2 separate regions of the Rattus norvegicus genome follow, and region 1 is linked to region 2. A link is a contact called in public Hi-C data. All regions are on one chromosome and are shown on one strand. The core of a region is the stretch at or near the end of the contact, and the rest is flanking DNA. Distances in the headings are between cores, read along the strand shown. Region 1 holds the start of Ehf (ets homologous factor). Region 2 has its middle 40 kb from the start of Rnu6-434.

The links. A called contact is a pair of places that touch in the nucleus more often than the background predicts.
Region 1: a Hi-C map of kidney shows a contact between it and region 2, with 1.9 times the contacts expected there. The contact joins the promoter of Ehf here to the enhancer-like site in region 2. A contact is called at or near these places in 3 of 12 Hi-C or Micro-C datasets (the A7r5 cell line, kidney and mammary epithelial cells).

Annotation. Positions count from the first base shown.
Region 1 is chr3:110,132,844-110,139,155 of GRCr8, forward strand. Ehf (ets homologous factor) reads right to left here and starts at 2,085. Exons shown (of 9, transcript NM_001106493.2): 1 at 1,955-2,085.
Region 2 is chr3:109,960,158-109,965,914 of GRCr8, forward strand. No RefSeq gene overlaps it. Among named protein-coding and RNA genes, the nearest start is that of Rnu6-434, 40 kb to the left of the region's middle. Within about 2 kb of position 4,089, at least 11 of the 93 cell types and tissues checked have an H3K27ac peak or open chromatin away from gene starts, as enhancers often do. A contact at or near this core is called in kidney, where this site is marked.

The DNA.
Region 1 (6,312 bases), core at 835-3,334, 170 kb after region 2:
CAGAAGAAAATAGAACCTAGTAAGAGTCCACAAAGCAAAATCCCACTTCCTTAGAGCAGAACACGGCCCAAAAGTGCTCACCTTCTGACCTACTAATAATACCAACTAGCTAACCAAATACCAATGGGAACATAGCTGAAGTCTCAGTTCTCTTTTTCCTTGGGCCTTTGAAGGTATGGAAAGAGGATTGAAGTAACAACAGCCAATGAATGGGAGACCCTTAGGGTACCCACAAACACGGAATCATGAGTGTAAGTGGAGCCTGTCTCTAGAGGTCTAGAAAGGCCCAAAGCACTAGCATGAGAAATCTTGGTATAATAATATAATAGGAAAACATCAGCAAGCTTGTGTGATTATAGGTAATATAATTTTAACACGCAACAACAACAAAAAATGTTATTGACTCTGGGACCTTTTGCATAAATGAGGCCTGGGTCAAACACACTTCCGTATCCACGACTACAGGAAGAGGTCTTAAAGATGGGTGTCATGGGTGGTCATAGAACTTCAAACACAGCTTCCTCAAGATTGCTTTTTTAACGTCTCTACCCAATGATATAGAAACATGGGAGGTGGTACTCGTGATACTTGGTAGTGTTTAAATGTGGTTATAAACTTCCAAATAACTCTGGCCTCTCCCATCACAGTTCTTAAATGCCACCGGCCAGCGATGAGGCAGAAACTAGTCCCACATGGCTTCATATTCTAACAGCATTCTTACCTGTGAAATTCTCTTTATCTCTTCTGTGAAGAGAAAATATCATCTTTATCTCTTCTGTAGAAATTGACTCTTCCTTGGACATCAGGAAAGTAGCACCCAGTCATTCATGATCCCTAACTTCCCCTTAATCATTGAAAGATATTGTCTTGATACATTCTTATACCAATTATACACCTCGCAGAACCAATTAATGTTTCCATCAGAAATCTTAGACTCCAAACTCCCCATTCTCCCTGAGATCAATGTGGGAAAACAATGGAGACACCTGAGGACTCAAACTCAGAGACTCTTACACTTCATCTAAAATGTGTATCACGATCAGCGGCTTTCAGAGTCCCAAGGAAGATAAATAAATAAATAAACAAACAAACAAACGCGACATTGCCACTTCGTTGCCCTCATGAACCAACAAGATTCATCCCCTCACTGTTCTCGGCTTGATCCACACTGGGACCAACACTTGTTTGTGGTATACAAACAAAACCAAGAGTCCCTACATCGAAGGCATTTGTTGCTGGTGAGTCATGTCTGCCTGTCTGGTCACAGTATTCCATTGTGGAAAAACAAAGGGTTGGTCTGTCCTCTTGTGATACGGTAAAATTATCTCCCTAAGTTGAGTTTCCTTTCTGCATAGGATCATTTTTAAGGGTACCATCTGCCTAACCTTAGCCACCTGAATCCTGTTGCCATTGTGAATATAGATTCTTTTACCCATCTACACCTATTTCCTCAAACTGGAATACACTAAAGGAGAATCGGCTTCTCCCTATAGCTCATGAGTCAGGAGAAATATCAGCAAAGACACCTCTAGACTGGGAGACCATACGCTCTGAGCCCTACCAGCCCTCAGCCAGCCAGCTCGTCGCTGAGCGACATCAGAGTCACCTGTCTCCGTTTGCTTTTTGTTCCAGAGAAATCTATCCCAGGGAAATGGCTTTGTCATACCACATGGGCAAAGAGAAACCAGAGGACTTTTAGACTCTTGCTGATTGGAAGTCCAGACAATGTGGGGAATTCACAGATAACACTCACACTGAGTAGCCCAGCTGCTCTCACCCAGATAAACTCTAACGAGACCGGGTGGGTGAGCCCAGGTAACACAAGCTTTGCTTACTGCCAGCTGCCTCCGGGAGGCTCTGCTTTATTTTCACCTGTCTGCTTCAAGACAAGCTTGTCTTGCCACACAGGTGTTTGAATTCCAGGTTCAAAAGAAGTTTAAAAGCGAGGACTTACCTCATTTACCTAAAGATTCGGGGTGGAAAGTTCTATGGCTCTGACGATGGAGAAGAAGGCAGGAGGCTATCACACCAGCTCCTACCGGGATGGGGAACCACGGCCTTATCACGTCTGAGCTCTCATCAGAGTGAAGATAAATGCATATGACAATAATTTAAAATCATTTTGTAGGATGTTAAGCAATAAGCCACCAACCGGGAATTCCCTAAGTCACTTCCCCCTCCTCTGATTGGCTGCCCAGCCCTTTAAAAAAATAAAATAAAGGATTACAAACACTGGCTCATTTGCATCTGGCCAACTCACACGTTAGTGTTCAAACAAAACAGGTCTAACCAGGTTATGCCTGTGTCTCAAGAACAGAGACAACCTGTTAATGGATGAGGAATTGATTTGGTGGTGACTGTACTTTTCAGCTTAGAGACAGTTTCAGGTGAAAAACACCTCACTCCCCAAGATGCTGTGAGGAAGGGGGGGCATATAAAACCCAAGTCCCTGGCAAGCAAATGAAGGAAGAGGGTTGGAGGTGCTCTTAAACATCTGCCTCATTTTCTAACCTGTATTTATTAGTCCTCTGCTATGGCATCAGATCTTTGCCCTGGCCGTGCAAGTACCCGGCGTGGAAGGACCTTCTAGCCCATTCTATCTCTGGGAGTCATGACCCACTCTTTGTAGTGACTCTTGGCAATTTCAGAGGCTATCCCCCAGCCCCAGGTAAGCACCTTGGAGGAGGGGATGGTCCTGGAAGGGAGGGGGCATTGTGAAATGTCTTTGGGCAACAATCTTCCTCAGCAAGACAAGGGCTAGTTGACCAGTTCATCTTCCCTTCCTCTCAACGCTTACATGATGGTCTTACTGTTTATGAACCCTCTCTGTAGGATTCAGAAAAGAGAAACCAAAATGCCAACAGTCTGAGCAGCATGTGAACTGCTGAGGGGGATCTACGGATTTCACAGATCCCCACCCCCTGAGTTAAGGGTGCCTGAGTTTTCTATTCTTGCTTCACTGGGTTCCACATGTTTCTCCACCTGCACAGGTGAGCAACTACCCTGGCTAGGAAAAATACAATCCCCTAACCATTAACTTTCCCTTCGGGGTCTTCCTGGACACCAGCCTTCTATGAGCAAAGCATCCAGGCAGGTTTGTTGAAATCGGTGAGCCTCCTCTCTCTTTGTTGGAAGACAAGAAGGAGTTTGGCAAAGAGATGAAGAGTTTGTGGTCACAACTCAGAAGTTCAGGAAAGGAACAGAACCCAATGACTGTTGTGCTGCTAAATGGGACTGGAGCCAGCCAGCCGAGCTATTCTCTTGTATTTATTGCTTGGTTTAAGCAACGTAAATTGAGAGAAGTTTTGGGTGCAAAAGGTAATGGAGGGGGAGGGGTGGCTTTGGAGGGGTCTTGGAAGAAAGTAAGTCATTAAAGGAGGTCTTGGCGTCCTAAATGTGGTAGAGTTTAAGGTGGCTCTGTAAAGCTGCTCTGCTTCTCTAACCTCCAGCAAATAAACCCACCTCCCCTCCAATTCAACCTTATCTACCTGCCAAAGGCTCTGTTAACATGCAAATGTATGCCCTGGGCCTTAAAAAAACAGTAAATGTCATCATTGCCCATTATCATATTAGCCCCAATTAGTTTATCAGCTCCGATCTGAGAGAGAGAGAGAGAGAGAGGCCCCGGGGAACAGGCAGCTGGAGTTTTGCTGGAGAGATGAATCAAGCTGCTCTAACTCCACCCACCATAGGGTGTTTGCCGGGGGAGAACGGGTAGGAGGAGGGCTCTAGGGAAGCAATCTTAGCCGTCTCCACCTTCACCTGAAACAGCAGACACTGGTAAGGGCTACCGGGGTGTACAGTCCTGAGGTACGAACAGCAAAAACAAATGCCTAAAATGTGTGGCTCCCTAGCCCAGGCCCAGCCTCTCTTAGTTATAGGCCTTTTACTACCAAGATGAGGCAGTCTATTCCTGCTTCCATCCCTTTTACACTCATATTCTAACCAGCTAGATGGACACTCCATAGAAGGGACAATTTGGGGCATTGGTAGAGGTAGGATGTTACCTTATAGCCACAGCCACTGTGGATATTTTATATGTGTGTGTGTGTGTGTGTGTGTGTGTGTGTGTGTGTGTGTGTGTATCTCCATAGGTGTATATATTTTATTATGTATAATTTAATACATATATAATAATACATATATATTACCTAACAAAGTGTCTGTTAATTAGTGGGTCCATATTAATTATTGATTGTTTTCTTTACTTGGGACTAAACTTACCTTTCTAGAAGAAAAACAAGAGCCAAAACAGTACTTCTCTCTCAGGAGACAGAGGCAGACAGAGAGAGAGAGAGAGAGAGAGAGAGAGATTAAATCATTCACCTGATAGTCAACGTCAACAAGACAGTGCTGGTAAATAGATAGGTGGGTAGGTAGATAGATAGATAGATAGATAGATAGATAGATAGATAGATAGATAGATAGTAAACCCACATAAAAAATTTAATAGTAACTATAGAAACATCAAGCAGAGCAGATACTTCACACAGATACAGAGTAGCTTCCTGAAGAAGAATCAGGCAGAGTGTCATTTTCATCACAGATTTCCATCATTCATTCTATGCTTCTAAGATTCTCTGGGAGACAGCTAAGAAGGAAATAGAACCAGGAACTATATTAAAGTCTCTAGAAACACAAATGCTCTGAATAGAAACCTGCCTCATCTTCCCTATAGATCAAGGCTCTGCCAAGCATCAGACTTGTACAAAGATGTGGAGCCTGAGTCCAGTCCTGAGAGATGTCTCAGTGAAGTGCCTACTGTACGAACACCAGAACTTTAGTGTGGATCCCCGGCACCTGGGTAAAACACCAGGCATGACAGCATGCACCTGCAGTCCTAGCACTAGGAATGACAGGTTCCCTGCGGCTTGCTGGCCAGCTACTCCTGCTGAATTTGTGAGAGTCTCCACCTAAGGTAGAGAGAGATTAAAGAAAATGTCAACCTTTGACCTCTATGTGCACATGCAATCAAGTGTATATACACATGCATAAACAAACACACACAGAGAGAGAAGGGAGTGGGGGGGACATGGCAGGTAGACCAGCCAGGACTATTTGCAGTACCCTGGAATTCCTGATTTAGTTTGTCTACTGAAAGACACGAAGGTAAAGAAGCAAAGGAACCTGACTGCTAACCCAAGGCCAAAACAAAGAGTCTGTCTGAGATCAGCAAGCCAAAGGGGTCCAAGGCTCAGACAAAGCCCTGATGTCATTACAAGGCCAATGGTAGTGATGTCCTTGTTTTACACAAAAGCAGATGCTCACTTGCTTTACACAGGTCCCTAACTAGAAGCCTATATTCATCTTTGAAAGCGAATATGTGTTTGTGTGTATTTCCGTCTCTCATTCTCTCCTGATGATATGGAATGGGACAGTATGTAGTAAGAGACAAACAAAAGTTTAACACAAGCTGAACAGGAACAAGAAATTCTCTCTCTCTCTCTCTCTCTCTCTCTCTCTCTCTCTCTCTCTCTCTCTCTCTCTCTCCCTCTCTCTTCCTGTCAAACTCACAGGGGACAGAAAGTCAGTCATTTATTAGCCTGGCTATAGTCAAATAAGGAACTAGGCTTCATACATATGATGTATGTAAAACCTCTAGAAACACAAATACTCTGAACGGAAATCTTCTTCACCTTCCCTACAGGTCAGACATCAGAGGCGTCTCACCTCTTACCACCCTCCTCAAATTCTGAACCTTAATGACTAGACTCCAGGTGTCTTCCTGGACTCTGCCATGATCTCACAGGCCCTGAAAGTGACATGTCTGTTTCTCTGGGAAGTCATAGGTCGACCGCTGTCCTCACACACGCACCGAGCACTCTGTGGGTATTGCCATCACATCTCTGCACCCATGGGCTGCTGAGCAAACCCTCCAAACTGCTGAGGTGAGACACAGCCTCACTGTGGAGGTGGAAGGGTGATACTAAAAAGAGCTCAGTGTGGCAAGAGACAGATGGAGAGACACAGACAGACAGACAGACAGACAGACAGACAGAGAAGCTTTCTCCATCATTTGAACATATCTCTAGAACTTACTTAAGCACCAAAGAGAAAACGAATTACCCTAAACTCCTACTCAGAACCCCTCCATTCCTGCTTAGCACACTTTGCCCCTGCCTTACCTATCACAGCTTACTGTCTTGCTTCTCATTCTCCGGCTTTATCTCCCTGGTGACCAGCTTCATACACTGTCCCAACCCTACTGTGGGGACACACACTCTGGTTCTTTTTTTTTTTTTTCCGGAGCTGGGAGCCGAACCCAGGGCCTCGCGCTTGCTAGGCAAGCACTCTACCACTGAGCCAAATCCC
Region 2 (5,757 bases), core at 2,839-5,338:
AGTACTCCCACTTTCTTTTTTATAGCTAAAATATTCAGCTGTGCTACATGAAGGAAAGAAACATTTCATACCCACTCAAATGCATGAGCCCACACTGTGAAGGAACTGTAATAGTGCATTCCTAGCCTTCTGAGATTCCCTCGTGCCTCTTACAGGTTGAACTGTACCCTCTCACCACCACCACCTTCCCCCACCACCTGCCACTGCCAATTCATATGTTAAAGTCCTAGCCTTCAGAATGACAGAAAATGACTTTATTTGTGGATCAATTTATACTGGGATAATAAAATTAAGCAAGGTCATTAGGATTTGTCTGTAATCCAAGCCCTTGGGAAGATGAGTTGGGAAGTTCAAGGCTACTGTGGGTTCTATAACAACACCCTGACATGGAAAGAAGAACTAAGTTTGTAGACAGACACATGAAGGAAGAAGTTCTTGCAAATGTAAACTTGGTGATCTACGAGCTAAGAAGAGGGCCCTAAAACAGACCATCCCATAATGTCCACAAGCCAAGTCACTGAGCATGAACTCGCAGCCTCCAGATCTATGATATTATGAATCCCTGTTGCCTCACCTCCTCGTTTGTGGTACTCTGTTACAACAGTCCAGGAAACTAGCATCTAATACCTTTGTCATCACTCACCTCCTTTGGCTCTAACCTGGGAGTTATTCTTCTGTATTTTTCACTCTATACTTTTGCATTGTTCGGAATGAAATCACAGACATATTGTATGTAGTATTGAATCTAGCTTCTTTCATACAGTGTAGCCCTTTTAAGATTCGCCCACACATTTTTTTCAATGATTTTCATTGCTAAGAAGTATCCCATTGTATAGATATAGAGTTTGTTTATCCATTCACCAGTTGAAGGACATTTGGATCATGTCCAGGTTTTGGTTATTGTAACTAATGCTTCTGTAAATGCTCGTGTATGCAATTTTTGGGTGTGAGTGCATGTTTTGATTTCTGTTCAGCAAATACCTAGGGGTGGGATCCCTAGATCATATGATAAATATATGTGGAAATTTGTAAGAAACAACCAAGCCATTTGCAAGGCAGCCATTCTATTCCTGCGTTTCCCCCAGCAATGGGTGACCACGTCCCTCGTATAGATCTCATGGTGCTCAATGGTGGGCTTTTTTTCTTAGGGTTTGCCAACCCACTAGCCATGCTCAGCTATCTCTTTGAGGTTTTAGATTTCACCTTACTAACAACTAATATCATCCTTTCATGTGTTTATTTTTCCATCCCTGTAATTCTTTTGTGAAGTATCTAGTCAAATCTTTCCCTCACTTTTAATTAGGTCATGGGCTTTATTATTGTTGAGTTTTGAGAAGATAAAAGTCGCTTATCAAATATGTTTTGTTATTGTTTCTTCAACTAGTCTACACTTTGCCTTTTCTTTATATCGAAGAACAAGATTTAAATTGTTTTAAATTCTTTTAAGTTAACATAAAAAGTAAGAGGTTTCATTAGGGCATTTTCATGCACCCATGTCTTTGTTGTAGATTGATTTCTCCATCATAATAAATCTTCATGCCCTACACTTTTTTAAAAGTTTGTTTAAAACTCTATTAGTCTCAGAATGCTTTTGGTTTTTCCGTAGAGCAAGCTATCAGGTTTCTTGCTCTTTTTTTGTGACTCGCTTTAAGGAATCTTGCCCAAGGTCACAGGTTTCCGGAGTCTCTGCTTTCGTCCTGAGTTGGTGGTTGATGCTCATCCTACACAGGCCCTTAATTCATCCCCTGTGAAGAACAGACACTGATTAGGTTAGGGATTTTCAAACTTTTCGGGGTTTGGAGCTTTTGTTTGTCAGTTTCTGTTTCTGTTTCTTGAAACATGGTCTTATCAAATAGTCCTGGATAGCAAGGAACTCACAGAGATCTTCCTCTATCTTCCTCACAGGTAATGGACTTATAGATGTGTATCACCACCCACAACTAACTTGCAAAAGTTTTGAAAGTAAAGGAACCTATTTTCCCCTGGTCCATACACAATACTGCCAGATACAAAACAGACGGTGATGTCTCTAGGACCCATGCTCCTAAGGTTCTGGAACAGGAAGAAACTGTTTACATCCACACAAATCCCTTAAGGGCCACCTGAAAAATCGAAGTTCTTGTTAGTGCCTAGGACATGGCTAAGGTCCTACACTTCTGAACAGTTCTAGACTATGTTTATTGCTGGTATGAATACCTCGCTGTGAGTGAGTGCTAAGGTTCCAGAATCTTCTGTATTCCAAAATTGCTAGTCTGCTATCATCCATATAAGACTCTTATGTTTCTACAGTGTGTTTCTTCCAGGGAGATCAAAGTGTTTCTCTATCTGCAGTTCTCCCTCCCTCCTATCTATTCCACTGAAGTCCCCACTTAAATGATAGGGACATCAATGTCCAGGTTTGAGCCAAGTTCACCAGAACCTTGCAGAATCATGTGTAGAAGACCAGGACGGCTAGCTGAAGACTGGTGCTATTGTGGACTGTCAGAAAGTCATTGCTATACAACGACCTTGTTCTGTTACATCAGAAACCCAAACTGCCAAAAAGAATACAGGAAGGAGGGAGTTTCTTTTATGTTACTAAATGCCCGAAGTTGGGTTGGTCTTTGATGTAATCAGAACTAGGTGTTTGGCTAAGGTCTACATGAATATGCTCCTCTGTAGTTTCTCTTTCTATATTCCTCTAAGTTTATTCCCCTCCCAGGCAAGGAAGTCACTAGCTGGCCTAGTACTACCTTTCAGTGGCTTAACCCTTCTGACAGAAAGACAGTTCCCTTCCCCAATCATTTTGGTGAAAGCCCTACACTGTAGGGTCATTAGCTTAGCTCAGAACAATGCCTGTTCACAAGACAGTGACTCTAGTCAGTGTGTCTACCAGATGCGGTTGACTTGATGGACTGGGCCTAGATGATACCTTGAGCTCCAGAGGGGGGTCACTCGAATCACAATGGGAACTGTGGAAGGGAGAGGTTTCCAAAAGAGGGGGAGGGATGTTCTTTGCTTGGTGGACAAACCTCATGAGAATCATTATGAATCTATGTATGAATGGCTATTTTCACTGTTGTATTTTTTTTCCTTAAAAACAAAAACAAAAACAGGAAACAAGGATCTTTCAACTTGAACCACCCATTAAACACTCGTGGGCTTTGATGCCATAATCCCCTGTTTGGAGTCAGCCTCCCTTGGTCTCTTGGGCCTCTCTTTCATTACTTCCAGTGCGGCTCCCACTTTCATCCCTCAGGATTGCCATGCTGCCTCTTCTAATCATATAAACCCACTCACAAGTCAATGCTAGAGGCTTCTACTGTCCCAGAGTTACCTGGATCCTACCTGTCAACCACCAGGAAGATAAGGGTAATACTGTATACAAAAACGGCATTTCAGGCACTGAGGATCTTTTCATTTGTCCCAAGAGAAGAGGGTCTCTGTGGGCTTGGGAAATCACTCCATTGGTGTGACTGACCCAGAGCCACAGCCAAGGTCATAGCCATCTAGCCCTGAGCCATCCCCTCTGAACGGAGGCGGCAACAGAAACAGGTGGCGCCGCAACTGGGCTGATTAAAGGCAACGTCGGGACTGTCTTGAGAAGAGGTGTGCAGGTGGCAAACCTTGCTTAATTATCGATGTTAAAGGCCTGTAAACTGAGACCTCGGGAGGGGAACATTCCTGCTTTGTCTCTGGCAGACAGAAGGGGCTGGTTGGGACCTGAGAGCCATTAACTTCAGCCATCCAGGCAGTTAGAGACACCCCCACTGGTAAATCTACAGACAGGCCTGCACGATGCCCCAGCAAGAAGAGGATGGCCCTCAGTGTGAAAGAACCAGTTCTAGCCAGAGGCAGGAACAGCAGTTGTGGGATCTCGTTGATGTTCTATAATGTCAGCTTAGGCTGATAGGGTATTTTATTGAATGACAGGAATTTCAGCTCCAGTAACAGTACCCCAGTGTCAATAGTGAATGTAAATAGATTATCTTATAAAACAAGAAAATATGTGCACAGTGTCCCCACCTCCCCACTCCTGAGCCCATGAGCTGTGAGACCATACTTGGCACCTGCAGGATCCTCTCCCTTTCTCCCCAAACACACACAATGGCACCCTTTATGCGCTGCCTGCCAGACTCCATGGGAAGGGCATGCTCTGTGTGCAGTTGGACTGCCGGAGTACTGTGCGCGGTAATCATTAACCCGAAATGGCATTTACGATGATGAGGTGGCAGTGCGTGCTGCTCTGCCTCCATCCCTCCAGCAAACAGAATGTACTGACTTGAAACAGGTAGGACCAGTTACGGCCAGGCCCTCAGAGACACAGTGTTCTCCTGTGGAGTGAGCCATGCATAATGGGCCCATTGACTAGGCAGCAGGTGCTTGCTTTCTGGACTGCTCCAATAGTCATTTGAATTAGACTTGGAATTCGTCGATGTGCGTTTCTGTCCCTTTATTTCGAGACTCACTGTACAGCCCAATCTGGTCTGGAGTTTCGTGTGCAGTCCACAGCAACCTCCAAATTGCAAATCTGCCTCAGTCTCCCAAGCGCTAGGGTCACAGGTACATACCACACCCGTCTACTTTGGAGTTCTCCTGAGCAGGGTTTTGCTCACTCTCTGTGGAAGAAATAACCCAAGCTCAGAGCTGAAAGAATCAAAAGGAATCCACGAGGAGGAGACAGCTGGGTAGTATCACTGTGGCTGAACAGGAGCAAAGCCTTGTCGCCTTTGCACAAATAGCTTAAGGACAGAAAATCCTTAAGAATCCTTAAGATGAAGAAGAGAAGGGAAGCAATTGATGAGTTGGGCAGTTTCTCCAAAATCACACAGTCATCCTTGACTGAAGTGTGGCTTCCTGTTTCAGTTCCTGACCTCTTTGCAAGCAGAAGTGACAAGGTGCATTGGTGGTTCGATGCTAAATAAGGCTTCTGCCGTTCCAAGTCCAGGCACCATGCCCCTCACATCTTACTTGGATAGAGAAGAAACTGGGTATAGCAAATACAGTAAAAGAAAGTGGGTCTCAGTCCGTGGCTTGCGATATAATGATAGATTCTTTCCTAGCCTTGCGCCTCACATCCTCACCTACAGAGAGAAAGGGCTAAGGGCAGTAAGCCACAGTACTCACATTCAGCAGACCCCCTCTACTCAGGCTCGCCAGTGTCCTCCACAGCCAGCACCCCATGATGATAGGGCAAGGGGCAAGATTTCAAGTGAGGCAAGGAAACTCTGAAAAACAGAGTAGGGTGGACCTTGTGTTTTCTTCCCAGGTACCAATTTGAGCCCTCCCCAAAAGAAATGTGGCCATTGAGGTCTTGTGTCCATTTCATTTAACTCTTTATAGTCAAATCCTGTATTTTCAGATCTCGTGACCTGCCTAGAGTCACAGGGAGTGTTAGTGGCACGTCTGTGTCCTGCCTGTAGCTCTTTTCACTGATTTCAGATGCACTTTGCTCACTAATTGTGGATTTGACTGTACCTCTGTCAGCAGTCATAGTCTCGACAACAGGATTGAAAACACATCATTTCACAGACCATGCTGCAGAGTGGGATGTCAATGCCTGAGCCCATGGATCCCATGCAGGGTAGGATATCAATGCCTAAACCCAATTGCCCATACATTACCACATCATACACATTACCTACATCAACACACTGATTTTTAAATTTCAGAGCTATAGTGGGTATACTCCTCCAAACTCCACATAAGCTGAGAGAGTTACACGTTTCAAGGTTTCAAATCTGAAGGGAATCTGCCACTTACTCAAGCACATGCCTT